Regions from separate parts of the Gossypium hirsutum genome. Here region 1 is linked to region 2. The links are chromatin contacts, called in public Hi-C maps. All regions are on one chromosome and are shown on one strand. The core of a region is the stretch at or near the end of the contact, and the rest is flanking DNA. Distances in the headings are between cores, read along the strand shown. Region 1 holds the start of LOC107886476. Region 2 holds the start of LOC107886526 (alpha-L-fucosidase 3).

What was found. A called contact is a pair of places that touch in the nucleus more often than the background predicts.
Region 1: a contact with region 2 is called in a Hi-C map of leaf, with 1.8 times the contacts expected there. The contact joins the promoter of LOC107886476 here to the promoter of LOC107886526 in region 2. A contact is called at or near these places in 2 of 34 Hi-C or Micro-C datasets (callus and leaf).

What each region holds. Positions count from the first base shown.
Region 1 is chrA03:96,568,608-96,575,109 of Gossypium_hirsutum_v2.1, forward strand. LOC107886476 reads left to right here and starts at 2,859. Exons shown (of 15, transcript XM_016810447.2): 1 at 2,859-3,586; 2 at 4,473-4,631; 3 at 4,762-4,873; 4 at 4,983-5,120; 5 at 5,828-5,932. The coding sequence starts at 4,612.
Region 2 is chrA03:96,258,118-96,264,564 of Gossypium_hirsutum_v2.1, forward strand. LOC107886526 (alpha-L-fucosidase 3) reads left to right here and starts at 3,929. Exons shown (of 5, transcript XM_016810519.2): 1 at 3,929-4,380; 2 at 5,334-5,543; 3 at 5,628-5,797; 4 at 5,901-6,171; 5 at 6,287-6,447. The coding sequence starts at 4,128.

The DNA.
Region 1 (6,502 bases), core at 1,609-4,108, 310 kb after region 2:
CCACAGGTTGAATGTACTCCTAGAGACAAAGCCAATTAAGCAAAAGAAGAGGAAGTTCACTCCGTAGGTGGTGGAAACAATAAGACAAGAGGTAGCTAAACTGTTATCAGTAGTTTTTATTAAGGAAGTTAAGTATCCAAATTGGGTCTCGAATGTGGTTATGGTGAAAAAAGCAAATGGCAAATGAAAAATGCGTACCTTAAGGAAAATTTCCCTTTACCTTCGATTGGCCATTTGGTTGATGCCTTTGTAGGTCATAGGTTCATGAACTTCTTGGACACTTTCTTAGGTTATAACTAGATTTTGTTGGATCAGGGTGACCAAGAAAAGCAAATTTCATCACTAAAGAAGAGTTTTTCTACTATCGAGTTGTACCTTTTAGTCTCAAGAACATGGGAGCAACTTATCAAAGATTAGTGTACAGGATTTTTAGAAACCAAATAAGGCACAAACTTAAGGTATGTATAGATGACATGTTGGTGAAAAGTGGATTTATGAAGGAGCATGTGTGGAGCTTGTCAAAAGCGTTCGTAGTTTTGAGGGCCCATAAGATGAAATTAAATCCTAAAAAGTGTGCGTTCGACATGTGAGCTGACAGATTCTTAGGTTTCATGATTTCAGAAAAGAAAATAGAGGTGAACCTAAAGAAGATCCTGTGCTTCTTGCGCATGTCCCTTAGAACAGCTCATAGGTCCATAACTTTGTTAATTTCTCATGATATATTGGTAGTTTCCTCAGAGGCGTCTTCTGAACTACGAGTTGTACCTATACCACCAACAATCCCAGTATCAAAAGGATCAATTATCAAATTAATATTAGTATCGCTTTCTACTTGCGAGGAGATCACCAGAATCTAGGGGCGAGGCCTTATCCTATAGTAACTGTAAAAGAAGTTCTTGGTTTCCTTTTTAAATCTTGTTAGAATTAGACCCAAGTCATCATTGGTGTCATTTGCTACATAGGGCCATGTCTGTCTTTCAAGGTCTGCACCTAAAGCTTCAGAAACTTCTCTGTTGTCACCTCGCCTATATCTATCGAGGCTAAAGTCCTCTAAACAGAATTGAAATACGTTTCTCACGGTTATAAGATCTTCAATAATAGGAAATTGCTAGCACGAAGCCTTTACAACTGGGCTGAACTACCATTTGTCTTTACAGTTCGCCTGAATGAACACGTGTCCTTATTAGATGCGAACCACTCTGTAGGAAAACTAAACCCGTCTGTGAGCCTACATCTCACCCTAATATATTTTCTCCAGTTCAGCTAAAGATTAGCACATTTGTTCGTAATTATGGTCTCACCTTTATCATAAGGGGAAAAATTGTAAAAGCCCAATGAGTTCCCTCGGTTTTGGGCCTTTAATAGATATAAGCTTCGGAACACCACGAGCCATGGTGCTTTGTTATGTTGGCAGTAATCAATAAAATAAGCCATTGTGGTCCACCAAGAGAACCCACAGAGTTAACGAAGAGCAATCTGGTAATCTTGAAGAAGATGACAGAAGAACGGATACAAGGGCAAGTGGAACTTTACTTCTAGAGCATGGAGGAGGAGCAGAAAGCTATCATCACTAGTATCACTGAGCCTGTGAAGCCTCTTAGGGATGGAAAATTTGCAAGTAAAATTGGGGATTTGAATCTCCCGTGCACTCAAAACTCGACCTATTTCTTCATATTTTTGTAGCACAGATGAAGAAATTGGCTTCTATAATGACCTTTGAAGCACACTCTCGCGGTGGACAACAGAGAATTATTCGACCATCAGCACTCCTCATTTTCGACATGTTTTTTTTATGTAGAAAGAAAAGAAAAGGAAAGAAGATGTTACCTTGAAGAAAATCTCAATCAAGCCTATTTGTAGGAAATGTTAAGATTGTGAGTTTAGGGTTTCCAAAAACCTCTTTTAAATAAGTTTCTCTTCCCTGTGTTTTGACAGTTCAAATGACCGAGAAACACCAATGGTCAGATACAAACAGACGCGATCTATTCGTACACGTGGAAAAGTTAACGTCATGTCCCAGTAGTTGCTGCGTACTCAGCAAGGCTATATAAATGGGAAGTGATGGCTCTAAGGAGTGCCACTTTATAGCCTTCTTTAAACCCAATAGGGATGATTAGATTGTTATGTACTTATAATCACCAACCTAAGAATTAGATAAGGTCTAGGTCGCCAACCCGCGACCTGAAAGTTCACAGGGGGAGCTCACAAGGGAACTCGCTGTCTCAAATCGCATATATCCGAGTTCGTATATGGGGGACACGAAGTCTAGCAAGTAGCCTAAAATAGTACATGTGTTGTACATGCATAAAGTCTACTAAGAACATCAATTCCACAAACAATAATCATGTATATAAATATTCGATTATCCCTTTTAATGAGACACAATGGAAAGTTACTCAACAAAAATAAATTATTTTCTATGACATCAGTGATTCAATCAGTAGTAAAAGAGAGTGTTTATTTGGTGTTTTGAGTTTAAATTTTATTATACGCATATATATTTTTAGAATTTATTTGTTATTTATTATTTACCATTTAAAAACTTCAATAAATTGCTTTTATTTTGTTTTTCTTTGGAATTTATTTATTATTTACTATTTTCATAATCGAGACCTATGAAAATTAAAAAAAAAAAGGCGCTATTCATTTATAGCTCTAGATTTAAGTCTAATAAAAAACGGAATGAAATTTCAAATTTGATTTAAGAGTCCGGTTGATGGGTGCGTAAAGGCAATACTTAAAGTAATATTTACCATTTAAAAAACTTTAATAAAGTGCTTTTATTGATTAAAAAATTGAACATGAATTATATTTTTTGATTTATTTATTTTATATAAAGGCAAAGGAAAGGCACATGCGTAACTTTTTTTCATTTGTTCCTTCACACGCTTTTATCCGATTACACCTACACCCAAAACAAAAATGAGAAGAGTAAATTTAAGACGGTTAAGAAAATTAGTTGGCAGGAAATCTAGGAAGTTTCAGTTGGGGGCTGGCAATTTGAATGTCAAAACCTCCCCCATTGCACCTGTCCATTCACCCATTCATCCATTCATCTAATATATATGTTTAACTTTGTTCCAGGGTACTATTTGCATATTAACTACATTTTTCTTTTAAATATTTATATAGCGAAAAAAATAAGAACCCAAATTCTAATTTCAATCTCTGCTCATCAAAACTTAGAAACAGTAGAAACATTTTTCTAATATCTTCTCTCTTTTTCCTTCATTTTCTCTGTTTCTTTCCCCAGATTTTTTAAAATTTTACGATTTCTTTTCTTCTACCAAAAAGTAGTACAGAAAAAAAGGATAGAATTCTTTTCTTTTTTTTTTTGGGGAAACTGAAATTCATCGTTCAGTTTCAGGTCTTTTTTCCTTCAAGTTTTCTATATTTTTTTTTCTGTTAGTAAGGCAATCAAGAAGTTCGTTCTCTCAATTCTCGAGAGAGAAGCATAAACTTATTTCTTGCATATTTTCAGTTAAAGAGGAGAAGGTGATTTTTCTCGTGATTTAGAGCCATTTTAAATACAGTTTCAGTTTCCATCAGATCCTTTTCAGTTGTTCTCAATTATCTTTCCATTCAGGTAAGTAAATATTTGTAGTTTCTTTTCTTTCATTTAGCTTAGTTTTCCGTTTGTTTCTCGAGGAAATTCATCGTCTCACCTGCAGCCTATATAATCATTCAATTATTTTAAACCTTTCTAATTAGATTTTGAATCTTTGATTCGTTATTTTAGTGTATCCATTTTTTGCTCGTACTTACTTACTTTCTTTTCTTTTTTATCTGGTTAATAAATTTTATTTATTGTTTGAAATTTATTGGACCAAAAAAAAGTAATAGGAAAGGAGTTGAATCTGAGATTTTTAAAGGAATAAAACCTGATTTTAAGCAAACTTTGAGGTCAGGTTTATGTTTTTGGTCATTTTGTTCAGTATTATATTTCAACCTAAGCAACGCAAGGTTATGCTATTAACTAAAATAAAATAAAATCTCGGTATTGCAGTTTTTTAATTCTACAATTGTCGGATATTAGTTAAAAAAGAAAAGAAGGGAAAGACACATGTCTACTTGATTATGGAGTTAATAGAATTTATGATAGGAATTTCTCTGGTTTTGTGATTGTCCGGCGACCGTGATCTTTTGTCCAGGGGATAGCACATGGTTGCTTACTTTGTTGCGTTATGTGGAAGAGGTTCTTAGACGCTTCTTATGGGGATTCTTACATCTTTTTACAATATAATAAGATCCTTGGGTTAAGTGTTAAAGGCCGGAGTAATTAGCTTGTCTTTTCCTGTCTGCATAAACTGGTAAAATTGATTCAACTAGGATATCAGCTTGGAATTAGGTGCCATTCCCATGAAGTTGCTGTTTGAATCTCAGTTCTTGTTGGTGTGCATCTTGGTTTCTTTTAACTGTAACTATTGTTTTGCTTCATCATTTTAGTTTTAATAATAAAATTTGTTATTCAGGTCCTTTTGCTGAGGGTCTCTCTTTGTTTCATGGAGAATGGGCAACTGAATGCCTGCTAATTAATGCTCAAAGCCTCTTGCAATCTGAATTGCCCATAGTTTGTTGTGAATATACAATTCAGACGAATTTTTAAATAGAATGGGGATCTTTACACGCAGGTGCATGACTTATGGCGCCCTTTTAATTAAAAAGAATAAAGTTTATATTGTGTCTTATTGTGTATATCTATAGAAAAGGTTACTTAGATGTGGAAGTTATTTAACTTTTATTCCATCTTGGTGACTGCAGTACGGTTAGTAGAAAGCCAAATGAGAGCATGAGGCTTATTGTGACAACATTTGTTGGAGTAGTTTTTGGCTTCTTAATTGGATTATCTTTCCCAAAATTGTCATTAACAAAGGTAGGCAAACCATTTCCCCCTTTTAATTTTATTTTCATTATTATGCATCTAGCAATAATGATCTTTCTCATCTGCGTAATGGAACTTTTGTGCTGTCTGAATTTGGCAGTTCAATATATCATCTGGCATTCTTACGACCATTGATATCAAATACACTGAATATACCAACTCAGTCCCCTCAGGCTCAACTCCTTTGCAGCATCCGATTGATAATAATAGAAGCTCTGCTAATGCCACATCAAAGAAGGTATTTTTACTGGATCTGGAGATACAGGTTCATTGAACCAAATCTCTTAATGTTTAACGTTAGTAAATAAAATTTGTGGAATAAGGTTCTGGATAGTTTTTCACAGCAGTTTTCAGGTATCTTCGGGAGATTATCGTCCTGTAAAGTTTCAATACCTGACTGGTCTTTTCTGGTATTACCTGTTTACCAAAGTTTTGGTATTTGAGGGGACAGTAGAATTCATTGGATAGTTTTTTTCATGACATTTTGTATTCTTTGAAGTTTTAAAGAGGGAGTGGGAGTTTTTCCTCGGGGAAACAAGGATAGTGTGGTTCACATGCCATTCAAGCTCCTGAATGTAGGAGCATTTTCTGTTCCATTTCATGCAAAAATAAACCTGATAGTTCTCATGGTAATACATATATGCCTTGGTTTACCTCTAGAATACATCCATTCGAAAACTGAATGAACACTATTTTGAAAAAAAAATTGGCACCTATTGCTTGTTCTTAGCCCAGCATGTTTCAATACTTGAATGAACATTTGCATTTTTCATCTATATTTATATGCAATTTCTCGCATAACCAGATGCATCATTGGATTCATCTCTTACTATCACCATGTTCCTAAATGATGTGATTTTTATGTTTGATGATTTTGTAGGACCCGAATTATATAGTGCTACTCTAATATGCCAAGTTCTTATGCTTCCTTTATGACTGATGCAGATTTGGGTCCCATCAAATCCTCGAGGTGCAGAAAGACTACCACCTGGAATTGTTAAAGCTGAATCAGACTTATACTTACGCAGATTGTGGGGCAAGCCGAATGAGGTGTGTTTACTTGAACCCTGAATTCCTTTCAACTTTCTAATGCACACATGAATAAGTTTATCTCTGGTCTGTAAAGATAAATTGCTTTGGTTTAGACCGAATAAGTTTTAGAAATGATATATCACTTCTAAAACTTTTGGAAACATCTCTTATTACAAAACCTACCGGGTGTCTGCTAAATTCTAACTGAAACAACTGAATAAATGTGGAATTGTTGAATGTTTGATACATAATAAAGGGAAGGGGTGGGGTTGGGGTGGCGGAGGGGAATAGTAGTGATGTATTTTGGTATCTTAGCCAATAGCCAGTGAACCTGGATATATGAAATAACTCACTCTCATCGAGCCTGGAAAGAAGGAAAAGGGGATTAGTTAATTAACGTCAAGGAAGCAAGAGTTTCGGTGCTATAGGGTGAAATAATATCTGCATCTTTTGTTCCTAAAGCATAAAACCTTTTCAAATGCCTAATACATTTCAGGATCTCAGAAATGCAGATTTTAGTGTCTGAGAGGTTGTTTGCATTGTTAATCTCCATTCACTTGATAAAAACCATTATTATTTGTACCAGTC
Region 2 (6,447 bases), core at 2,679-5,178:
AAGCGTTGAAGAACCTTTTCAATGTAGTTCTTCTGCGACACACGAAGCTTGCCCGCCTTGCGATCTCTGTGAATATCCATGCCCAAAATTTTCTTGGCAGCACCCAGATCCTTCATCTCGAACTCACCACTCAACTGCGACTTTAACTTGTTGATTTCCGACATGTTTTTGGAAGCAATTAACATGTCATCAACATACAGCAACAAATAAATGTGCGAACCATCTGAGAGCTTCCGATGATAGACACAAGCATCATAGTCACATCTTGTGTAACCATGCTGAATCATGAAGCTATCAAACCGCTTGTACCACTGCCTTGGGGATTGTTTCAATCCATATAAAGACTTCTTAAATAGACAGACATGGTCTTCTTTACCAGGAACTGTAAAACCCTCTGGTTGACGCATGTAGATTGTTTCCTCGAGCTCACCATGCAAGAACGCCGTTTTTACGTCAAGCTGCTCAAGTTCTAGATCAGACTTGGCCACCATGGCAAGTAATACACGAATGGAAGAATGCTTTACGACTGGGGAGAAAACTTCATTGTAGTCAATCCCCTCTTTCTGAGTGAAGCGTTTAGCAACCAATCGTGCCTTGAATCTAGTTGCTTCAACCCCTAGGATGCCTTCCTTTTTCTTGAAGACCCATTTGCAACCAACTATCTTCTGGTTACTTGGCGGCTTAACCAACTCCCAAGTATGGTTCTTGTGAAGAGATTCTATCTCCTCACTCATAGCAATTGCCCACTGTGCCGACTCATCACACGTGACAGCCTCATTATAACTGGAAGGTTCTATACCAATGGACTCCGCCACACTGAGCGCGAAAGACACCAGATTAGCGTAACGCGGATTTGGTTTGATTTGTCTCTTCGTTCTTCCAGTGGCAATGCTATATGGTTTTTCTTGAGGTGACTCATCTTCATCGGAATCTTGCACCTCAACTTGATCATCCTGGACTGAAGTACCTTCCGTAGGAATTGGAGCGTCCACCTGACACTCCACCTGCTTCTCAACACCGTGATCTCCCATTCTATCTGACTCCTCCTTTTCCCGGGAATTTGTGGTGGATCGAAGCATGGATGACTCATCAAAAGTCACATCTCTGCTGATGATGAACTTGGACGAAACCGGATCAGGACACCACAACCTGTATCCTTTCACCCCTTGGCCGTATCCAAGAAATATGCATTTCTTCGCCCTCGGTTTGAGTTTTCCCTCATTTACATGAGCATACGCAGGGCAGCCAAACACTCTTAAACCAGAGTAATCAGCAGGAGAACCAGACCATACTTCCTCAGGAGTCTTCAGCTCAATAGCTGTTGACGGAGATCTGTTAACCAAATAACAAGCAGTATTAACAGCTTCAGCCCAAAATTCTTCACCGAGCCCAGCATTTGATCGCATGCAACGAGCTCGCTCCAAGAGAGTTCTATTCATGCGTTCTGCAACTCCATTTTGTTGTGGTGTTCGACGAACAGTGCGGTGTCTCACTATTCCTTCATTTTTGCAGAACTCATTGAATTCACCTGAGCAAAACTCCAAGCCATTATCCGTCCGGAATCGCTTGATCTTCTTTCCTGTTTGATTTTCGATCAAAGCTTTAAATTGCTTGAAGTTGATGAGAACCTCATACTTGCTCTTCAGAAAATACACCCAAACCTTTCTCGAGTAATCATCGATAAAGGTAAGCAGATATCTGTAACCACCTTTAGAAATTGTCGGAGAAGGCCCCCAAAGGTCAGAATGGAAGTAATCCACTGTGCCTTTTGTCTTGTGAATCCCAGTGCTGAACTTTACCCGAGTCTGCTTACCGAAGACGCAGTGCTCACAGAAATTCAACTTTCCTGTACACTGCCCAGACAATAATCCTCGTTTGCTTAGCACCGATAAGCCTCTCTCGCTCATATGCCCGAGCCGCATATGCCATAACTTCGTGGTGTCAGAATCTAGATCATCTGATGATGACACTCCCGCAACACCTGTAACCGAGGAACCATCGAGGAAGTAAAGGCCCCGCTCCAAATTACCACGTATCACAGTCAAAGCACCCGAGAATACCTTGAGAACTCCACCTTCAGCAGAGTACCGAAAGCCTTTCTTGTCCAACGTACTCAAAGAGATCAAATTTTTCTTCATTTCTGGAATGTGCCGAACATCAGTTAGAGTTCTAACAATACCGTCAAACATCTTTATACGAACTGTGCCAATCCCCATGACTTGACATGCATGGTCATTTCCCATTAGTACTGAACCAGAATGCTTCTCGTATGTTGAGAATGCATCTTTCGAAGTACTTATATGAAATGTAGCTCCCGTATCAAGAATCCATCTCCCACCAGCGTAAGAGTCGGATACTGCAAGAACGATCTCGGCATCACTTGAAGAATCTGCATCAGCTACATTCGCACGATCATTTTGTTGCTCCTGTGATTCTGATTTCTCCTTCCTTTTCGGACAATCTACCTTCATGTGCCCGTACTTCTTACAGTAGTAGCACTGTATTCTCTTCTTGGACTGCGATCTAGGATGGCTTTTACTTGAACTTCCACCCTTTGCCTTGGATCTTCCTCGAGCAACCAAGCCTTCGCCTTCATTGTTTTCGACCACCTTACCAGTGATTTTCTTCCTCAACTCACTGGAACTTAAGGCATTTTTCACCTCCTCTAGAGTCAGGTCATCACGACCGTACATCATTGTATCAACAAAATTCTCATACGAGGGAGGCAAAGAACACAAAACAATTATTGCTTGGTCCTCATCATCGATTTTGTTATCGATATTATTCAAATCCATGATAATGGAATTGAATTTATCCAGGTGCTGGGAAACAGGTGTACCTTCCTCCATCTTCAGGGCATAGAGTCTTTGCTTGAGGTAGAGCCGGTTCGTCAATGACTTCGTCATGTACTTGCTCTCTAACCGGAGCCACAAACCGGACGCGGTTTTCTCATCCGCTACTTCTCGTAGCACTTCATCTCCTAGACATAGCAGAATAGCACTATGTGCTCTTTCTAGCATGTCATCCTTTTGCTCTTCCGAAAGCGTGCTTGGTAATTTATCTTTACCAGACAATGCTTTTAGCAATCCTTGTTGAACCAGCACTGCCCGCATCTTGATGCGCCATAAACTGAAACTATTTTTCCCGGTAAATTTCTCGACATCATACTTAGTCGATGAAACACTTGTAGCCATAATTTGGAACCTTTGAATGAATGATAATATTTTCTTCCTGATGTGAAAGATCAGACAAAGCTGCAGTCACAGGGCAATTCAGAAAATATTATCACTCCTTCAACTACGCTCTGGTACCAATTTGTTGCGTAAAGGATCGATTCGAGAACTCCGATATGACTACAAGTAAATTGACCGGAACGAAAAATAAAGTGAACACAAGGATTTACGTGGTTCGGCTTTAATGCCTACGTCCACGGGCAGAGGCGAAAAGAAATTTCATTATAACAAGATGAAGATTACAAGTGTTTTACACTCAAGACACAACCCGAGAACCTCACAACTCTCAACCCCTATAGAAAACCCGAAAGCTAAAATCCTAGCTTTCAAAGAACAAGCTTTGCTCTCTCTTGGTTTGGGATGATCAATATGGCTAATGAACCTCTCTATTTATAAGAGAGTTCAAGGACATAATTGTCCAAAACTTTGGCAAAGATTTGTGGTTGAAAATGGACACCAACAACCATCCACTAATCCACTACCACCAACAACCCACTACCAACAACAACAATCCACTACCAATTTTAAGCCATTTCTTAACAAATACGAATGCAACACCTGTGATGTTCTTATTAATTCGTACTATGTTGATAAAAAAAAAAGTTACTAGTGTAAGTGAAAAATTGGAAAAGGTTATATAATTTAAAGATTAGTTATCCATATAAGTCTGTATAAAAAAATTATACATGTAAGTCAAATTTTAAGAGATTATGAAATCAGTAAAATATTTGGTGAAGAAAGGAAAATCGTAACAAATGTAACAAAATCATAGTTGATCCCAAGCTGTTAAACTTTTATAAGTAGACATCAACTCTTCACTGAGTTTCTCCTGACTTGCATTCTTAAACTCTCCCTTACAGCAGTTTTGGATAACTCTTACTTTCTCCCTCCTCCATGGCCTTTGGTCTATCTTCCATTTTTGTTATCACGATCTTTGCTATCTCCTTAACTAACCTTGCACCAGTGTCGTTGGTGCTCGCCAGAAAGCCATGTCGATTCCATGCAATATTCAACTTTGGTGACTCAAACTCCGACACTGGAGGCTTGTCAGCAGCATTTGGCCAAGCTCCTCCTCCCAATGGGTTCTCTTATTTTGGCGGCCCCGCTGGCCGCTACACCGATGGTCGCCTTTTGATCGACTTCATAGGTACTCTTTTTACACCCCCACCTTACTAAATTCTGATACTTTCCCCATAACACAAAAATGTCAAAATCTATCAGAAATTGCATGACTGCAGTCTAAACGTTGAAGATTGTTTGATATTACCCTGAACTTGTTTTAAGTTTTCTGGGGTCATTTTTCAATATATTTGGGTTAAATCATGAAACCACGATATCAAAGATTGTTTTAGCTGCATATATTTTACTTTATCATTCATCGATCATATTAGTCAGCATTATCTGTGATTATTCCTCATAATTGTCCTTTCTTCAGAGGAATTAATTACTGATGTTTGTTACCAAAAATCTTTATCTAATGATTTTTAAATTGATACTCACGATAAGCGATTACAAATTTTTTGATAAAGTTAAACAAGAATAATCCTATTAGTCTGAAAATTTATGAGTATTCTCCTAATCAAATTGTTCAGGGTCTCTTAAAAAAAACATCGGTGACTATTACTAATTTAGTCATGACCAGTTATAATTAGCTTCTTTTTTTACTAAAAAGAAATTGATACCCACAGATCTAATCCGGGAATATTAATGATCCAATTGAGTGAGAGAATGATTCTATTAGTATATAGTTCATCATAAAATTATTGGCATCCACCGATGCTTAGCGAAAGTAAACTAGTTTTACCGTCTAAAACAACCATTAATGTCCCTGTCTGAGATGTCCCTCCCTGGTCCCATTTCTCAGACTCCTATCTCCATAAAAAGGTGTAGCACGCGCAAATTGGATCTTATCAAATACAAGCAGATAAAAAGAAGTGGGTTTGGGAGCATGGGTCTTTGTTGTCCTGTTTCGATTTCAATTATTGTAATCCGTGAAGAATATTGCCTTTTTCTCTTTGATTATGATTGATAACAGATAAAACTTGAAAATATCAAACCAAGAAAACACCTAAGGGGTTTTGATCTTAATTCCTTTTTCAGCCGAGAGCCTTGGGTTGCCATACCTAAGTGCATTTCTTGACTCTGTGGGGACTAACTTTAGCCATGGAGCTAACTTTGCCACTGCTGGATCCACCATTAGACCTCAAAACACAACTCTGCAACAAAGCGGTTTCAGCCCTATCTCCTTGAACGTTCAATTTTACGAGTTCAATGATTTCCATGCAAGGACACAAGTTGTACGTAAAAGAGGTCATCTTTTAAGTACTACATTTCATTTAACTTATTTCTCAATTTCTGCAAGAAAACACACACCCAATTTCTCCTGTTGTGCAGGTGGGGTTTTTGAAATCTTAATGCCAAAGAAAGAACACTTCTCAAATGCCTTATACACCTTTGACATCGGCCAAAATGATCTCACTGCTGGTTACTTCTCAAACATGTCTACTGATGAAGTTAAAGCCTATGTTCCCGATGTGCTTAATCAGTTCCAGACAATAATTCAGGCCAGTAAAGCTAACCTAATATTCGATTAATCACTAATCGTTGAATCAAATGTTTGAATATAACTTAGCATTGATTATTACTTTGAAACCTGAAATTGTGCAGTATATATATAACCAAGGAGGGAGATACTTTTGGATACACAATACAGGTCCTGTTGGGTGTTTACCATATGTAATGGAGCGTATCCCGGTCTTAGCAGGTCAAATTGATGACTATGGATGCGCCTCTCCATTCAATGAAGTTGCTCAGTTTTTCAACCGTGGATTGAAAAAGATTGTGGAACAGTTACGCAAAAATTTGCCCCATGCTGCAATCACTTACGTTGATGTCTACTCAGTGAAATACTCCCTAATTAGCCAAGGTAGCAAGCATGGTGAGTGAGTCCCTTTATGAAACAACTAAAAACTTCATAACAAATACAGGGTTGAAGTATTCATAGAAGGTTCTGGATTTGACAATTGGATTGGATTGATATGAAAAAATTTCAGGGTTCAAGCACCCTCTTAGAACATGCTGTGGCCATGGTGGGAAGTACAATTATAACAAGAACTTGGGGTGTGGAGCAAAGGTTAACAAACATGGGAAAGAAGTGTTGGTGGGAGCTCCTTGCAAAGATCCTTGGACTTACGTAAACTGGGACGGGGTTCAT